2 separate regions of the Anas platyrhynchos genome follow, and region 1 is linked to region 2. A link is a contact called in public Hi-C data. All regions are on one chromosome and are shown on one strand. The core of a region is the stretch at or near the end of the contact, and the rest is flanking DNA. Distances in the headings are between cores, read along the strand shown. Region 1 overlaps NAV3 (neuron navigator 3). Region 2 has its middle 19 kb from the start of NAV3.

Region 1 (6,351 bases), core at 880-3,379, 96 kb after region 2:
GTGGTCATGCCCTCTACCCTGGCAAGTCCCCTTCATCAGGGACTCTGGGACTGTTATGTAGGCCCTGTTGGGTATTCAACATCCAGTTTAGGCCACACACTGGAAAACAGCCCAGGAAATAAATATACAGCTTTTGCAGCCCATTTCATAGCATACTGGAGAAGAGCAAAAACAAGGCATCAATCTCTTCTTGTACAAGCATGACTTCAACAAGTGTCTGTGGGTGAAAAGCTCTAAGTGCAATCAACAATCAGTTGTCTCTGATGACCACATTTTAAGCAGAATAGATACACTTGTAATTCACATAATACATTTATTAAGTTAACAATACCATATTTCTACTTTGGTTGACTGCTTAAATTCTTATCTTATTCAGATTTTTATTTTTATTTTTTTAGAGATTTTACAGATTATCAAATATATGTATATAATCTGAGAACAGAATAAAAGGCAGAATCCTGCTGTGTTAAGAAGTAGCATTGTATATTGCTATGAACCATTGCAACCCAGGTATTCTGCAGCAGCTAGCAACATTCTTTGTAATAGCTAACTTTTCCTTCCATTTCTCCAGTTCTTGTTTGCTACAAGATAAAGGAATAAAAACTGACAAAGTGTGGGAAGCTTGCTGATGCCAAAGGCATCCATTTGGGCAATGGAGTTCTTAAAAAGCATCCCTTCCAGATGACAGAAACATAAGGCTGATAATGTGCACAGAAGAAAGCGTCAATGGACAGCATTTCAATTCTTTTTTACTAATGAATGAGGATACAGTTGTCTTCTACATCATTTTAAAGGACAAATGCTGAGAAATGGATACTCTCCATTGATTCCTAGATATCTAGGAAGGAAACTTTTTCATATAGTGGACAAATATTTAAATATTGCTTCAAACATAACCTATCCTTCTAAATGGCATGGAAATCTGTCATAAGGTCTTGGCATAACTCAGCTGGCTGCAACTGTTGTTCTTCCCAGCAGCAGTGGCACATAATTGCATGACAGTGGAGCACACTAAGTATGGAAAGCTGTCTTCTCGATAGCAACAGGAAACCATTCTCAGATCTGAAATTCTAGAGTCTGTAGCAAGCAAATAAAAATATGCAGAAGGATCCTGATTCTTGAAATATACATTTTTGCACCATGCCTATTTATAAAAGAGCTTGATAAATAAATAATATATATATATATAAGAAATTATTGCAACTCAGAATATCTGGGTTGTATTCCCAGCTCTGCTTGCTCTTGAGCAAGCCACGTTCAATAAATAAATAATAATAAAATGAAAGAAATAAAAGAGAAATCTACCAAGAAAGCCTTTATAACTCAGTTTCAGTTTCCCCACATCTTACAGAAAGTCTCGGGAATCTTAAATAATAGGGGTGATCTCATTTTTGTCTGGAAAGCATGTTGAGATGAATTTGTGGAAGATGCTTACAAGTGTCATGCATTATTATTGTTTTAGGCAGACTGTATGAAATCCATTTGACATTTCCTTCTTAACATTGATTGTGGGTGGTAACATTTCTGTATTAATTTTCAAGAGGATTCATTGTAGTTCTGCCTGGTGTATAATTGTCTGTTTTATGATTAAAGAATCTTCTAAGAAAGTCAGTAACTTTCCACACTTTCCCACTAGATTAAACTAATGTATCATCAAGTGTTTTGTTTTATTATTGATCCTGCCAAGTAGCTCTCCTGTGTTCCTTACAGCAGCGTATGAAGTATCGAGGTGAAGTTCATAACTATATTTGGGTATTGGAGTTTATTTTCTGTACTTTTTGAAAGGTTAGCATGACATGCAGTTGAGGAATGCTAGGGGAAACCATTGTTAACACGAGCAGGCTGTGCCCAAGCTCAGATTGCCCCACTGAATTCTGCTTTGTGTTGCAAGTGGTTAAATCATCCAATACCAGGATGCAGCTTGGACCACACAAACTCAGAATCATCTCTCTTCTGTTATCACAACTTTGAGACTAGTCCTCTGCATTGCAGATAACGGCAACTCTCCTGTGTGTCACCAGTGGCTGGAACCTAGCACTGAAGTCAAATACTCCCCAGTTGGATGTGTCTGTGAAGCGTAGTGGTAGAGGAGGAAGTTTGGGGAGGAAATGAGTAAGCCATCAGCCCATCCCAGCCTGTAGCTGTAAGGCAGGGACACTGGGCCAAGCAATGAATCGGGGAGGAAGTGTTGCAACAACTTACCCTCCTGTGTGCCTTCTCTGGAACAGCTCTGAATAATAAATGAAATAAAATAAATAAATAGAATAGAATAGAATAGAATAGAATAAAATAAAATAAAATAAAATAAAATAAAATAAAATAAAATAAAATAAAATAAAATAAAATAAAATAAAATAAAATAAAATAAAATAAAATAAAATAAAATAAAATAAAATAAATAATAAAATATTTTGGGGAAATGTTACTGAACAATTAGTGCAAGACGTAATGATATATTGCTAGTTCTGGAAAAGGATCATGCACAGCTCTTCCTTAAAGGTGCTCAGCACCCAATAACAGGGGAGTGCTAATACAAAGAAAACCGTTGCATAAAGTTACCGTTTTTTTTATCTTGTGGTCTGTGTGACTTCTCTTGGCAAAGTGAATAATGTCAGTCATGACACTGGAGCTTTTTGTTGTCTTGAGGAGTTTAAGATAAAATTACAGTTACATTGATACTTAAAAACTGTGAAGGCGGTTCTCTATTTCCCATGGTATTTGCACCAGAGTATTTCATGTAAAAAAAATATAGTGGTGTACATACATTCTTATAATTTCATGTGTCTGTCTACATGCTTCTCATTTTTTGCAACTGACTCCTGAGCAGTTGGGTCCCTGGAAAAATTAGATGAATGAAAAGGGTGTCCTATGGGGAAGGGGGCAAACTGAAGCAAGTGGTGACCCTATGGAAAGAGAGGAAATTAAACATGACATTCCCCTGCCAACTGGGTATTGGTTTGCTCTATGGTCTCTGTGAACAACTCTTCACATTTTATTTTTCTTTTAAAATACGCTTGAAGTGGAAGAAAAACTCTTTTACCACTGCTTCCTCCCACTCTTTTTTTTTCATCATTTCTTAACTGTCAAAGTACAGGCCATCAATAATTTCTTGTGTCCACTGATGTGATGTAGATTATCAACTTTTGTGTACACACCACCCTTATCTATGACATTTAACTTTAATCTCTGGTATTTACATTCTTTATACTTTCCACTTTTAAATATACGAAAAAAGAAATATATGAAGGGTGGGTGGGTGAAGTCCATTCTTTGAGTATTAGATACTTGCACAACAGCTGCTAGAATGAAATTTCCCTGGCTGCTTAGTGAGAGGATAGTTCAAATTGTAGTCAAAATTAGGATTGGTACACCAGATTATGTGTGGGTGTGACAAATGAAAAAGGAAATGCTTGGTATTTTTATTTGTAGTACAAAACTAACCCAAAATAATATCAGTGGGTATTAAATTCTGTATGTTCCAGTGGGTCAGTTTCAATGGAGTACAGAAAATAGTTCAGCTTATGGTAGTTCAGAGAATTCTCATGAGACTTTATTTTAGAAGAATGACTGAAGTTGAAACACTAGTAGTAAGGAATACATGATGCTATGGGTGTGGTATGTGCCTTTTATCCTCCTGAATTCATATTGTTCTAAATTTGTTAATACCATCTTTAGAGATTCACAGTAGCATTCCTTATATTTATTTATAAACACTGAAGAAACACTTTCTTAGCTGCAATGGTTTTTGAAAACCATTTTACTGGAGTCTTTCATGTCACTCACCTGTAAAAGTGAAAAAAAAAAGTTTCAGTCAGTGAAAACAGAGGTGACCAAAGAAGACTTCTAGCTGCATAGGGCAGTTTACATCCCCACCTAGCAGCAGAATCCTTTGGCTATGGGAGACATGAATCCTCTTCCAGTTTAATACTATGGAGTTATTTAAAGTCCTAAAACTGTCAAGAAAGCTGTGGCAAAACAGTTGGTGATCTACCTACAGGAATTTGTGAAGAAATAGGAAAGACCAAACCAGTTGCAATTCCCTATGAATTTTACTGAAGAAAACCTGTGACAAAGGGACTCGTGGCAAATGAGTCCTTCTGATATGAACATGGACTGAGCAGTGATACTTTCACTGGCTGGAAAGTGGATGTTGGTTCTCTGGGTAAGATTTGGGACTGGGAATTTCATCCACTTTCCCATCGCAGTCCTGCCACAGATTTCCTTGTTGAACTAAGCAAGTAGTTAATGGCTTTGGCCTCTGTTTTTACTGTTCACAAAATGGGATTCTGATCCCTTCCTCCCGAGGGTCTGTGAGGTTAAGTAAAAGGATGTTTATAAAGTGACCTCATATTGTTCTTATGGAAGAGGTGCAGTTTCAACAATTTCAAACATAACCTCAGCATAGAGTGTAGTATGGATAATACATTTACTTACACAGCAATGCTGCCATGCATATATGCTTTCTTTCAGTGGTCACATGCAAGGATAGCAGGATGATCTGTGCAAGTCCTTTCTTGGGGGATAGGGAGAGGGACCACAGGCACCTCACTGATAGCAGTCACCCCTTGCTGCACTGATGCCCTGACACTGTGTGAAAACTGGGTGAAGTTTCACTAGTCCACACTGCCCCTGCCTGCTGGGAAACATTGAGGGATGGTGTGAGCACCTCCTGGTGAGCACTGTTCCTGCAGTGCACATGGGATGGTGTCCCTGCCTCTCCTTCTTACTCTATGTGACCGTGGTTCCTGTTGTGCACACCCCTCCTCTGTTAGCAAACATGCTCCTTGGGCACGTAGATACCTCCATTCTTAACTCTTGTTCTGCTTTCAACCTCTTTCCCCTTTGCTTTGGTTGGTGTAGTTCAGATGGTACTTTCTAAATTTCTGTCAATGAGTGCTGTTTTTTGTGCTGTCTGTTGCAAAGGCTTTTGTGCTACTTGGTCTCACCATTCCCCCCTCCTGTTTTTGCAAAGAAAGGACGCAGCATATTGCCAGAATATACTCTCTAATAAGGCTCCTGGACAGTTGTTGCTTTCAGTCTCCATGCACACTGCGACACACTGAAACATGGGCAAGGGAACAAATGAACCGTACAGAGCAGAAGAGTGTGACTACTGCAGAAAGTGTCGTAGAGGCACTGTCACAGGCAGGATCATGAGAGACAAACCAATGAACTCCCACCAAAACATAGGCGCACGTTTCTGCTCTCACTTTCTCTTAGGCAGCCTCCGCGTGTAGAGCGCGTGGAGGGGCGTGCGTGTAGGTAGGAACACGGTGGGAGGTGGAATTGGAGCAGACGTGACTGATTTATGGCAGGAGTTTCCTTTACAGTCATAAGGGGAATTTTGCTTGGTCACAGCAAGCTTGAACCCTCATGAAACGGAGTGAATCATTTGATGTTAAAATAAAACAGAAAATGCAGGGGGAGGGGCATGGCTTTTTTTTTTTTTTTAAATAACGTTAAAATTGTTTCCTTTGGTGCTGGCTTCTTAAATTGGAATGTGATCCAGAATAGTTCTTGTGTGCAAGCCAACATTTGTTTTAAGAATTTTTATTGTCTTCTTTCCCGCTCCCCTCTCTCCCTCCTGCCCTCCCCTCTGCTCTGCAGATTTACACTGACTGGGCTAACCACTACCTAGCAAAATCTGGCCACAAGCGGTTGATCAAGGATTTGCAACAGGACATTGCAGATGGAGTTCTGCTAGCAGAAATCATCCAGATCATCGGTAAGCTCAGGGTTCAGAGAAGCACTGAGAGCTGACTCTATGCATGGGGGAATATATAATTCAAGTTGAATGTATTTAACAATAAGATGAACCCTGAATAATACAATTTGACTGGGTCCATATGTCTCTGATATTTGTGTGGTTCATCCTTGTCTTAATTAAAAAATATGTTTATGTGAGCATGTTTGGAAGTGGCTGTTTAACCATACTTTAAATGGCCAGAACTGTATCTTACACACTTTGAATTGTCAGAAATGAATGCTCCATTAAACCATATGTCTCCCATGTGTGCATTTTGTTAGTTGGAGTGGTTCATACTTTCTGGGCTGTCTTGAAACTGTATCCTGACCCTGCAAAGACAATTGTGGAAGATTTCATGTCAGCAGTTATTTTGCAGGGGCTGAAGAATTAGCAGCGACCTCCTTCGCACTTCCCACTTTGCATGATTTGGCATGTGGAAGCAACTGCTGCTAACAAGAGTGTTGTTACTGTGCGACCGAGCTTTACTTAGAAAGGAGCTCTGTGTCAACAAAACCCTGTGCACTTTATTGCTGTGTCTTTTCTGCTCTTCCTTTTTTTTTTTTTTTTTTAATTACTTTTTTATTTTCTTTGTGTGTGTGTGTGCT
Region 2 (7,150 bases), core at 3,844-6,343:
CCTACCAGTGGGTGTGTGATGTGCTATTTCCCAGGATTTTGCTTCTATTGATATCAGGAAATGGGATTTGTTCAAAGTGCATCTGAGGGAAAGGTGGGAAGGTCAAGAGAGAAGCAGAAAGTTGATAGGAACCTAGGACAGTGTGGCATTGTGTAGGACATGGCAGTGGATATGGTTGTTCCCAAGGACTCCATGTTTAGCTACATGCAACCACTGTCCCCAGATCTGCATTTGGAAATGTCTGCTCCTTCACAGGAAATCAGGAAAGGTATACTTTATCTGTATATAGAAAGTGGTTATAAACTAACACTTCCACTTGTGCTCAGGCCTGCCAAGAAGTGAAGGGTATCATGAGGGCTGTGCCTGCCTTGTGTGAAACCAATGAGGGATCTATCTGAGCACATAGATGTTTCGTAGTAGTAAGCTGCCAGGGCTGCCAATAAAGTAATTTCTATTTTACAAATTATTTTTAATTAATAAAATTAACTTTTAAAGTTTATTTATTTATTTATTTTAAAACCAAGGTTCTGAGCTTTGAAATATTATAAAACAATTAACAATGTACATGTGGTGTTATTTAATAGTCATGGAAGTTTATTTATTGAAGACAGCCTACCTCACTGTGTAAAACTGATGCAATTGTATCTCAAAATATTAGCCTCATCAAATTATTATTTTTTTCTTTGATATGAACCTTTAGGAGAAATTTAAAGGGGATTTTAAGAGCCCTTGAAAAGATGTAGTTATTCAATTCTCACTAATTAATTGATTTTGCTAAAATTTGCCACTTTCAGATTATTAAAGTTAAATATGTTTACAAAACCAGGGACTTTGTTTTTAAAATGTATGTATATTTTAAAGCATGTGTTTTTGTATTTGAATCATATTTAATGTATCATATTAAAAATATTTTTCTTTTGATGTGCTTTCCCTGTATGTGGGTATGGGGAAATAATCTGTTGAAGGGAAGGTAATGATTGGATAAAATGGAAAGTGATTACTGTAGGTTTTGTTGTTATTGTTGTTGTTTTTGTTTGTTTGTTTTTTAATCCTTTGGAAAAAAATAATGCAGCATGAGATGTGATAAATCAGTAGCCAAAGATTTAGATTTTTCAAAAATACAATCAGTGACAGAATAAAATTTGACTAATTTTACTGGGCTGTTTCTCACAAGAAATATTTTAGGGCACCTTCCCAAGTTACAAGAGCAACAACCCTGATATTTCTTGCTGCCAAAGGCCACCCTAGTACACTGACTGCCTTGTCATCCAACCCCTTTCAGTGCCAGAATCATGCTGGTACCAAAACACAAGGTGCCAGGAAGAGCTTTCTCTATGCTTTGAAGTCAAAATACTGGAATGGGTCATTCTATACAGGTAAAGCTGTATGGGAGATGCTGAAGAAATTCTCAGGCAGTGATCTGGTGTGTGTGGCCCAGGTACTTTTTCCTCTCCATGCTTGGGGTTGGTGTGATACCCTCTGGGAAGCCCTTCTAGGCTACATGTTTGTGATGGTAAACAGACTGACATCTACAGAGCTCTGATTGACCTGTGGATTATTAGTGTCAGTGGAGCTGAACCAATACTTGTGTTAATTGAGAAATTCCCCTAGAGCCCTTAATGTAAACCTAGTTTGACTTGTAAATCAATAAACATTTTAAGTCCTATGGTCCTTAAATACTTGGGGTGACATGAAGAGAAAATATCCTTCTAGTTAGAGAAAGGAATTTCAGTCCTTTGGCTAGACAAATATGGGTATATCCTATCAGCAAGTTTTGCCACCAGTTATGCCAAGCTGGCTGAGGGCATATGAATTGCAGTTGTAGTGCAACACATATTTCAGATTGCTCTATGCTACTTCTGGACTAATATTCTTGTACTACTTGTATCTTGAGGGCAGAGAATAAATCAGAGAGGAAATTAGAGTGAGTTTGCAGGACTGAGCCAAAACACCATATTTATGGATGGTCCTTACCATCAAGCACTCTGAAAGATAAATGTGTGGTGAGAGACTTTGTAATATCATCCTATATGCCTGCACAGGCGAGAGTTTTTAATGAGTGGGATGTGGGCAGAAAGAATTAAATGACTAAAGCACAACCACAAGTAGAAAAACAGTCATTTGATTGATTATTAAAAGGCTTTTTATTTTTCCTGCTAAATACGTATAAGTTATCCCCAAGATAAAATGAAGTTTCTGGTTTTGTATATAAATACCTTTGAAAGTGCTGTAATGATATTTTCCTATAAACTGGTGTACTTCAGCATAATAAAGTACAAACATAAAATGCAGATGTCATTCTGCTCTAATACCTCAGAGCTGAAGTACTCTAAAGAAATCTTAAAGATTTTACAGTGTTTAAGTGCAAATACCTATTGTTGAGTTTGCTCAGATATTCCTTTTGTACAGATACTCCTTTTGCTAACTTATTTCTTTGAGAAATTTTGAAACTGTTTTGGATGTGCGTACCCTGTTACTATGTACTTAGCAGTAGATTATCAAAGGCATAAAGGGTTGGATTGGAAGCACTTGGGGAACAATTTTCTGTATCAGTGAAGATGAGAATTGGAGACAGATGTCAGTGATGAAATGTGGGACTTTGTTTCAAGCTGCACTGGGACCAATTATTTACCTGCCAAAAACCACATTCAAATTTGTGGGTGCACACAGAAGTTGTTGAGACCTGAGGATGATTTTATACTCTATGAGACTAGTTTTTCCTCCTCCAGAATTTTACAATGTACAATTCTGTTATTCGACTACTGTTATTTCCAGTGGTATTCAGCTTTTGAATGGTCCTAAATCTATGATGAAGAATTAAATAATATCACTGTCTTTTTTTATTGCTGTTTAGGCTTACTATTGTGCTTAAGTGAAACAGATCTCATCACGATATAGAGCTACAATTCTTAACTACCCCAGAGGTTCCAGCAAAACCAGGGTGATGTTCAGCACTGGCCTTTAATACACTTATTGTGTTCTGATTCTTAGTTTCATAAGTACATGGAAGTACATGGAAGTCTGGGGCAGTACTGTAGACCAAGAATTATTCAGAAAGTTTTGGGGGCATCAGTTTGGAGGTGTATAATATGAGCTATAGACCTAAAGAACTGGCAGTGCAAGGGTATGTAAGGGATCCCCTGTCTGTGGCAAAGGGGACCAATTGCTCCCATCTCAGCTGGCTTTAAATGAAGTATAGTCTCTGTCTGTACATCTGGGACCAGTGTGCAGTCACAGCCTCTGTGATGACTGGTCATATGGCATGCTCCTGCTTGGGGCACCAAAATTAAGACTTTGCTGGATAACTAGAAAGTAAAATGGAGCTTATTAGGTAAAATGCCATTTCATATTAAATCAGAATATACTTAAAGTCTTTTTTATTATTATTTTTTTACCCAATGCAAGAGGAAGAAAACAACAAAACCACAAGTGAAAAAAACAAACAAACAAACAAACAAAAAAAAAAAAAACCACAAACTTTTTCTATGTTAGAAATGCTCAGTCCCAGGAATAAAACTTTTGGTTTGGACATGGATAATTAAAAGAAAAAAAATAATTATAATTAGGTTCATCAAATTGCCAGTGGCATGGGAACTCTTTTCTAGGTAGATCCCAGGGCTTGGGATTTTTGTTCTAGTTCTGGTTAGTCCATATTTAATTCTGTCTTCTACACGATCTGAAGCCACATCACTTGTCATCCAGTATAACTCCCTCATCAGCCTGCTAGCAGTTATGCTGAGATGTGGCTCTTTCTCAGTGATACTATTACACTGTGTGAAAAATATGAAACACTCACTGACAGATACCGTCTGCCAGTAATTCCTACTCTCTCTCTCTGTCCCTCTGCCTAATATATTTCAGTATTTCAAACAAAGTAGAATCAAGTAAACTAAAATAAATCCATTGCAGAATGCACTGTAGACTGCTAACTCAGATGTTGATTCTCCAATAGTGAAATCAGATCATAACACCATGGAAAAGTGCGGGTTTGAAGGGACTTGAAGAAGTGATTTATTCCAAAGCAAGGTTAAGAGTCCAGTCAGACCAGGTTCCAAGGACTTTTTCCATTCTGGTCTTGAAAACTTCCATGGATGGTGACAGGACAGCTTCTTTGCACCTTTGTTGTAGTTCTTGACATTCCTCATGTTGAAAAGCTTCCCCCTTATGTCCAGTCTGAACATAGGTGTTTCAACTTATGTCTGTTGTCTATTGTTCTTCAGTCACATACCACTGTGAAACTCTTGGCTACTTCTTCTGATGATGTCTTTGCACATTCTGTCTGACTGCCATTAGCTTAGTCATTTTCTTAGTCTTCAGCTTAAACTCGGGTTATCTTGGTCCCTCAGCCTTTCCTCAACAGGCATGTACTCCATTCCCTGACTGCCATGTTAGCCCTCTGCTGAACTCAGCTTCAGGGGAATTCATTAACCCTGGAAACTTTGTTGTTAAAGAGCTCTTTACAAGTCTCATGCCAGTCAGGGTAAGCTTTGGCAGCTTTAACAGAGGTCATGGTCTCACAATACAAAATGTTCAGTGTCAATAATGCCTTGAGCTACTCACATCTCCCAGTTCTTCAGAAAAAATTTGTGGGCTATGCTGGAATCAGATTAAGTAATTTTTTCTATCCTTACAAAAACAAACAAAATAAAACAAAACTAAACCCAAAACCAAAAACAAACAAACAACAACAACAAACAAACCAACACTTGGATAAAAAGGTTTTATTTTGTTTAAAACCAAATCAATTCAATTTATAAACATAATTAGCACTACCAAGGGGTAGAGGGTTGTTACATGGAGATAAGTATGAGGTCAGGGGCAGAAGGACAAAGTCATGAATAGTGTAATTTGGTGTTTCTGCTGCATTCTTTGTAACTGGAAACAGAAACCTTGAGTGACTGAAATCTGGTCATATCTAAGAGAGAACCACAGTGTGGTGAGTGGAAGGAAACAGCATCTCAAAAAGCTGATTATTCTCATCCTTGAACTAACCTCTAGTTTCTATCTGTTGAGCATATTTACAACTGTACTGGGTCTGGCTGGCATGGAGTTAACTTTCCCCATAGCAGCCCATACAGTGCTGTGCTCTGCACGTGTAGCTAGAACAGCCCTGGTATCTCACCAGTGTTGTGTCTACTGCTGAGCAATACTGGCACAACATCAGGACTCCCTCTAACTCTCTCAAAGCCAGCAGGCTGGGGGTGGACAAGAAAGAAATAACTGGAATTATTGGACTGCGTGCATCCAATGGTCTGGCATACCGGAACCTCAGGAATACAAAGCTGTAGTGGACACCAGCACACAGTGTAGCCTAATGCCATCAGGCTACCAAGGGACAGAACTCACCTGTATCTCTGGAGTGATAGGGGGATCCCAACAGCTAACTGTACTGGAGGCTGAAGTGAGTCTAACTGGGAAAGAGTGGCAAAAGCAACATATTGTGACTGGCTCAGATACTCCATGCATCCTTGGCATAGACTAAAGCAAGAGAGGATACTTCAAGGATCCAAAAGGGTACCGGTGGGCTTTTCGCATAGCTACTTTGAGCACCGGGAAGATTAAGCAGCTGTCTACCTTGCCTGATCTCTCAGAAGACTATTCTGTTGTAGGATTGCTCAATGTTGAAGAACAGCAGGTGCCAATTTCTACCACAATGATGCACTGACAGCAATGTCACACCAACTGACTCCCTGATTCCCATCCATGAGTTGGTTCATTGGCTGGAGAGCCAAGAAGTGATCAGCAAGACTCACTCACCCTTTACTAGTCCCATATGGTCAGTGCGAAAGTCTAACGGAGAGTGGAGACTAACAGTGGACTATCGTGGCCTGAATGAAGTCACTCCACCACTAAGTGCTGCAGTGCTGGACATGCTAGAACTTCAAAAAAAACTAGAGTCAAAGGCAGACAAATGGTACACCCAATTGGTATTTATAACGCATTTTTCTCCATCCCATTGGCAGCAGCATGCAGAACGCAGTTTGCTTTCATTTGAAGGGAATATCACAAGGACAGCTGACCTAATCCAACCAAAGGAATATTCCATGTCATTATGGTGTCACACTCAGCAATGAAAGGTGGGAAAAGGAAGGAGAGGGGAGGGGTGGGCTCTCATTGTGAAAATTTCTGTCCTCCCAAACAATGACTATGTGTGTTGAGGCCCTGCTTCAAGGATGTGGTCAAGCATTGCTTGTTTGTGGGAAGCATTGCTCGTTTGTGGAAAGTAGAGAGTAATTTCTTTCCTCTGTGCTTTCACATGGCCTTTGCTTGTATTTTTGTTTGTTGTTGTTGTTTTCCTTTTTCCCTCTCCCTTTTCACTTTAGTTAAATTATTTAAATTTCCCTTAATAGTTTTTATAATTTTAATTAATTAATAATTTTATTTTTCCTTTAATTGTTATCCTTATTTCAACCTGTGAGCTGTTTCTTTCCTTTTCTTCTTCCCTTCCTCTTCCGAGGGGAAGTGAGAGAGCGGTTGTGGTGTAGTTTAGCTGCCTAGCAAGGTAAAACCATCACAACAGTTGAGGCTGGTTTGCCTAGACTTAAAAAAATTATCTATAAAGATGCATGGAATTAATCCCTGCTGTCATGTGTTCTAGAGTAGGCAAAATCCCCTCTACCATCTTCATCCTCTTACTGCCTGGAGTGATTCCTTTCTCTCAGTATGGACCAGGTTATAACTATGACTTTTGCTGATCTTCTCAAACTCTCCCTTGCATTCAGTTGTCTTCCTACTGTTGGCCTGCCTAAAACTGAATACCTATTTCATGGGCTAACACTGGTGAAAATTTGAAGAGAGAGGCTTTGAAATGCAGCCTCAATGGTTTTTCAATGTTACTCTTCCACTAACATGTCAAGCATATTTTGCAGGAAGGGCAGCTGTCTGGGAAGTAATTCAATAGGTTTGCTTTGGGCAAGTTTAGACATGTGTTTAACATAATACAAAATGTAGTTCATAATTTGATAGAGAGAGACATGTTCCTTTCTGTAACGGATACAACAGACAGATGGGGGAGCACAAGTTTCAAGAGAGACAATTATGACTCTTGCAAAACATGCTTGTTGCACAACAGCTGCTTGCCAATATCATCTATTCTTCTCATGCCCTACAGCTGTGCAAATTTATTTTAAAATTTTTAAATTGTTTTAGA

Evidence for each region. A called contact is a pair of places that touch in the nucleus more often than the background predicts.
Region 1: a Hi-C map of skeletal muscle shows a contact between it and region 2, with 2.7 times the contacts expected there. The contact joins two enhancer-like sites. A contact is called at or near these places in 3 of 8 Hi-C or Micro-C datasets (liver, skeletal muscle and subcutaneous adipose tissue).

What each region holds. Positions count from the first base shown.
Region 1 is chr1:40,951,657-40,958,007 of IASCAAS_PekinDuck_T2T, forward strand. NAV3 (neuron navigator 3) reads left to right here. Exons shown (of 42, transcript XM_038172953.2): 2 at 5,608-5,725. Among named protein-coding and RNA genes, the nearest start is that of NAV3, 79 kb to the left of the region's middle. Within about 2 kb of position 2,130, at least 3 of the 8 cell types and tissues checked have an H3K27ac peak or open chromatin away from gene starts, as enhancers often do.
Region 2 is chr1:40,853,083-40,860,232 of IASCAAS_PekinDuck_T2T, forward strand. No RefSeq gene overlaps it. Among named protein-coding and RNA genes, the nearest start is that of NAV3, 19 kb to the right of the region's middle. Within about 2 kb of position 5,094, at least 3 of the 8 cell types and tissues checked have an H3K27ac peak or open chromatin away from gene starts, as enhancers often do.